Linked DNA regions of Triticum aestivum: region 1 is linked to region 2. A link is a contact called in public Hi-C data. All regions are on one chromosome and are shown on one strand. Each heading gives the region's core, a stretch centred on a gene start, on an enhancer-like site or on the middle of the called end of the contact. The rest is flanking DNA. Distances are from core to core; before and after follow the strand shown. Region 1 holds the start of LOC123043684 (B3 domain-containing protein Os07g0679700). Region 2 holds the start of LOC123043682 (cytochrome b-c1 complex subunit 10, mitochondrial).

Region 1 (2,700 bases), core at 36-2,535, 150 kb after region 2:
AAGGAGAACAGTCGCCGGTCGCCTCCACGCGGGCCCCGGCGCGGCGCCCGTGCGCCCGGGCCGTCGCCGTCGGCGATGTGCGCCATGTCGGGCGGGTGCACGTAGCCGCGCTCACCTCGTGGCCACGGAGACGCTGGCTACGTAGCACGTACTACCACTGCTCCGCTCGTACTCTACGTCCACCTCACCGGTCGTACAGCCCGACGTCGACGCGCCGGGTCCCACGCGTCAGCCGCCGGAGGCCGACGGCAGCATGCGTGCATGTAGACGCCAGCATCTCGTCCAGGCATGCGCGCGACGTAGGCAACAGGCGCAACGTGCGCGCGCGGGGGATCGCAGTGCTCACGTGACGTCGCGGGAAACTGCGAGCCCCACCGGTCCACGTCGCGGCGAGCCACGTCCTCTGCCCCGATCATCGGCGACGGCCACCGCGCGGGCCCCGCCGGCCGGCCGGGCCACCGCGAGCGCCTTCAATTCCCTCTCCCTGTGCTGCGTTTTCTCTGCCCTGTGTTCGCTCGCTGCGAGGTGAGCTCTTTGATGCGTGCGCGCGTGTGCCGCGCCGGAGCGGCTGTGCACTTCATGAGAGGAGGCGCTCGCGGCCGGCTGGAAACGTGCGTGCGGCGTTTACTCGGCCGCACCGACTGAAGGCGACGTCACAGGCCGCCTGCCGGCGCCGGAGCCGGAGGCATTGAAGGCCGGCGGGCGGGCCGGCGTCTGGACTGGCTGGCATTCTAAAATTCCTCGCTCGCATTGAATTCGGTGCAGCGCAGCGCAGAGAGCACAGAGGCAGAGGCACAGACACGCATGCAGTTCATCGTCTCCTTTTTGTTTTCTTCCGGGAGAACAATCCGCCATAAACTAAACCGAGCCCTGTGCCCCGTCAGGCATGCGCAAAAGCATGTGCCTCCTCTCATTTCTACTCCTACCAATAGAGAAATGAACGAGTGAAGGCCTGGCCTGGCTGTGATAGTAGTAGTAGGCCTGACGACTGGTCACCGCCGATTGGCATGTGCGCCCATGACTGCGAGCCGCAGCCGAGCCGACGTCGTGGAGGGGAGCAACGCAGCGCAACAGCCAGCACAACTGCCGGCCGGCCAGCCAGCGGGGCGGAAACCATAGAAAAAGCACGGCATGTCGTGCATGCACGCACGCACGCACGCACGCACAGGAACAAAAAGCCACGCTCGCTCGCCTCGCCCCTAAAAAATCCCGGCCGTTGCTTTCAGCTGGCTTTATTTTACGGAGGAAAAAGGATTTCCTTCCTCAATCTGCTTTTCGTAGTAGTGTAGTAGTAGGAGTACTGCTTGCAGGCAGCTCCGGCATCCCCCATCTCGTCGTTGTCCTTCCCTCCCTCCCTTGGCTTCCCCGCATCCGCACCGCACCGCATGCGCCAGTCGCCACCGATCGCCCGCCCGTTCGTGCGTGCGTCGGTTGCTCTCTCCACATCCAGCGGAAAACTACGCCTCCCCCACCGCGCGCAGCCCCCCTCCCTCCCTCTCTCCCTCCGTATCTCGGGCGGGGGCGGGTGGGTGATGCGGTGGGCCGAGGTGGACTCAGCTTTCCCTTTTCGGCGGGGGCAAGCAGCAGCAGCAGCCTGATCGGAGAGGGAGGGCGGCGGACTCTTCCGCGCGCGACGGAGCGGAGCGGGCGGCCATGGCGGGGATGGGCGCCGCGGCGGCGGCGAGGTGCATGAACGCGGCGTGCGGCGCGCCGGCCCCGGGGGCGGGGGACTGGAGGAAGGGCTGGCCGCTGCGATCCGGCGGCTTCGCCGTGCTCTGCGACAAGTGCGGGTACGCCTCCCTCCCTCCCTCCCTTCCACCGCGCCTGCTCTCTCTGCGCGTGCGTGCTCTGCTCTGTTCCGAACGGGATGGCTGGCTCGCTGGCTAGCTCGTCGGCTGGACGAATCGATTCGTCTCGATGCTCTGCCTTTGCCCCCCGCGCCTTTTCCTCTCGGGCAGACGATGTTTTGTTCCTTGTTGCGGTTGGGCAATCTGTGGATTTCCTTTTTGTCTTGCGCGTGTGTAGCAGCAGTTTTTCAGAAAAGCGGAGTTGACTTCGCTGTAGCCTGCGTGGATACCTACCAGCGACATAGAACAGATAGTTAGTACTACCTGATTGCGTAGAGCTCATGTTGAATTCAGATTTTGTGTAATCGTTCAGTTACTCAGGGCCGACCCAAAAATTGCTTGCAGCAGCTTAATTGTGGAAATCGATCCTCTATGCTTATGAGTTGTGACCGAATTGGTAAGAGTCACCTCTGTGTCTTGTATGGTTGACTCAGAGTTGGTGCTTGCTTGAGGAAACATTGCCTGCTGCTTGGTGAAAGTCACCTCTGTGGCCTGTATGGTTGACTCAGACTTGCTGCTTGCTTGACAGTAACTATTAGGTGTTGTGACAATGGAAGTTCTCTTGCGGTTCGTTTTCGATGATGACGGGAGAAACATGTTTAATCTAGTAGTATTTGAAGATTGTTTTTCCTGCAACATAGGAAATTACTGTTACTACCAATTTACAGTTCAATTTTCTGGACCTGTCGATATTTACCATATCATTTCTTCTGCGCTCAGGTTGGCGTTCGAGCAGTTTGTCTTCTGCGATATATTCCACCAAAAGGAGTCCGGTTGGAGGGACTGTTCGTTTTGTGGGAAGGTGAGTGAGACTGTGACACATGTTGTGAGTTATATGCAACCAAACTGTTTC
Region 2 (2,700 bases), core at 36-2,535:
CTGCTGATCCTAGAATGTGAACCTTAACCACCTCGCTGAACCAGAGGCCCATGAAGAGGTTGGTCGAATGGGCATGATCCATCACAATAACTAATAATGCCTACTCTGTAAGTATGACATTGTTCTTGGGTCTCCTTCGAGCTCATCCTGCTGAGTTTTCCTGTCAAGTGAATGAATGGCCAGCCATCTATGCCGCACAGTAGTGAGAGCACAAATAGGGTATATGATGCAAGGAAACACCGTGGCAAAGAGGAGGAAGTAGCAAATGTAAAATACGAGCGGTGTTGGTTAATTCACGAAAAGGTTAATGCTCTCACCATTGTCCACTCTCCAAATGCTCCCTTTGTTTCCTTTTACTCTGCATATAAGTTTTCTCTCAAGTCAAAATTACAGGAAAAAATATCAACATTCATCATATCAAATAAATGTAATGCATCATGAAATTATTTTTTATATTGTATATATTTAATATTATGGATGTTGATATTTTTAAGTATAAATTTGATCAAACTTTATGAAGTTTGTATTCCTACAAATAAGCTTTGCTAGGCGAAGGAAGAGCCCTTCTTTGGTTTAGTGCTCGGCAACTATCCATTTGCCCGAGGAATTTGAGCACACAAGGAATCAGGTGATTCCAAACAAGCGCCACACTTGCTTAGCAAGCATTGCCAAGTTAAAAGAGTGAATATCTCGATACCTTCGCCCACAAAAAAAAATCTCAAGACCTCATACCAGATTTATTGTTGGGAAAGCATAACTTTTATCACGCCCACCAATGTATTTTCTTGCCATGCCCGTTGTCTCTCACTATAAGTTGTGTCGTCAGATATAGCTTTGCAGACCTCTTTCAGCCAAAAAGAAAAAAAATGAAACATGGGCAAAAGGTTTTTCCGCGTTTCATTAATTGAGAAGAAGCTTTAAAAGTTAGAACACACGCCCGAGGGCACCAAAATGGCCTTAAAAGAACTACTCTCGTGTCATCATGATTGCGTTGAAATGTTTCGCGCCGGCGATGGCCCAATGAGCAGCCTCTCGGCGGATTTTGGCGAGGATAGGCATCGGTGGAGCGTACACATTCTGGAACACCCTTGCCTTCCTCTTGTTGCAGATTTTCCATGTAAAAAAGAGGGATGCCAATGCTTTGCACGGGTGTCCATGGATGTGAATGACGTCATTCCACCAATCTTTGACAGCGTGGAATGGTTTGGGCCTCATGGCCGAAGAGGCTAGATACGATTTTAGGCCCATGAGATGGACTGGGCCCATTCACCTTCCTCCCTTGTCTCTGAATAGGCCCATCAGAACGCACAGGAAGCACTTTAACAAGTCTTCTCCTTCCTCTCGCCCAATTTCCTCACCTGCCCCCGAGAAGAGAGAGAGAGAAAAGCAACGAGACGCGAATCAACGGCGGCGATGGCTCTCCCGGCGTCCAGCTCCACCCTCTCCCGCTTCCTCTCCTCCCGCCGCATCCAGCCCACGGACGTCACCGCCCTCGCCACCTGGGGCATCTTCGCCGGCAGCGCCGCCATCTACCTCGTCCAGGTCCGTGTTAAAACCGTCAATTAGCGATTACGCCTTCGATTGCACCCACCGTCCGCCACTTTTGAGCCTTGCTTCATCTCGCATCCGCCGCTCGATCCGTGGGTAGTTTGTCATATCGGTGTTAGGGTTTGGTTTCTCCAGATCCGATCTTGCCATGCCTGTGTAGCTGCTTGTTGTTGGCCTAGATCTGCGGCGTGCTGGGTCGGTCTTCGGGCCCGGCGATCTGAGCTGCGATGGTGTGATCTGGGAGGGATTATCTGAAGTTTATTACGTGGTCAAAATTGTTGTTTGGATCTTAATAGTGCTCCGTTGGGATTGTATACGGTGAAGGAGAAGACCGAAGTGATTATGTGATGGCAACAGATTTATTCTGGCGAACCCCTGTTTGTCAAGGTGCCTTGGTGATAGGAACGTGCTGCAATAAATAGTTCAAGGCAAATGCTGAAGTAGCTATGGCCCTATCTACATCATGCTAACATGATAGTATTTGACAAGCAAGTTTAGCACAGGGCACACTTCTACTCCCTCCGCCCTGAATTACTTGTCACAGAAATGGATGTATCTAGAACTAAAAATATGTCTAACATACATCCATTTCTGCGACGAGTAATTCCGGACGGTGGGAGTACTGGTTAGAACACTTATGCAGTGTAACAGAACCTGGATGCAAAGTACAGTTCCGGTTTTGCAAAATTTTGATAGGTAATAGTATATAGTTTTAATTGTTCAATCTTGGTGACATGAATTAACTTTCACTTCCTCCTGATAGTTTCTGCCGAGGCAGCTTGATTTCTTTGCCTTTAGCTTCACATAACTAAGATGTGCATTCTGCCTAATAGCTCCTGGAAGGTCTCAAACATGATCAATGTAGATCCTCTCTAAAAAGGCACTTCTGTTGAATATGTTTTCTGGCGTATTCCATTATTTCTGACTGTTATGCATGAAAATTTGGAGCATGTATGTGTAATTTTTTTAATACTGTCATGTATGCTTACACTGCTATGAACTTAGTATCTACTCCCTCCGTTCCGAATTACTTGTCTTGGATTTGTCTAGATACGGATGTATCTAGACTTATTTTAGTGCTAGATACCTCCGTATCTAGACAAATCTAAGACAAGTAATTCGGAACGGAGGGAGTAGTTCTGTACATACTGT

What was found. Hi-C and Micro-C count contacts between places; a contact is called where the count stands out from the background.
Region 1: a Hi-C map of leaf shows a contact between it and region 2, with 3 times the contacts expected there. The contact joins the promoter of LOC123043684 here to the promoter of LOC123043682 in region 2. A contact is called at or near these places in 3 of 5 Hi-C or Micro-C datasets (all in leaf) and 1 of 1 datasets of contacts at active chromatin or transcription factors (leaf).

The regions. Positions count from the first base shown.
Region 1 is chr2B:97,304,426-97,307,125 of IWGSC CS RefSeq v2.1, forward strand. It overlaps LOC123043684 (B3 domain-containing protein Os07g0679700), which reads left to right and starts at 1,286. Exons shown (of 12, transcript XM_044466207.1): 1 at 1,286-1,790; 2 at 2,568-2,649. The coding sequence starts at 1,654.
Region 2 is chr2B:97,154,815-97,157,514 of IWGSC CS RefSeq v2.1, forward strand. It overlaps LOC123043682 (cytochrome b-c1 complex subunit 10, mitochondrial), which reads left to right and starts at 1,286. Exons shown (of 2, transcript XM_044466206.1): 1 at 1,286-1,542. The coding sequence starts at 1,414.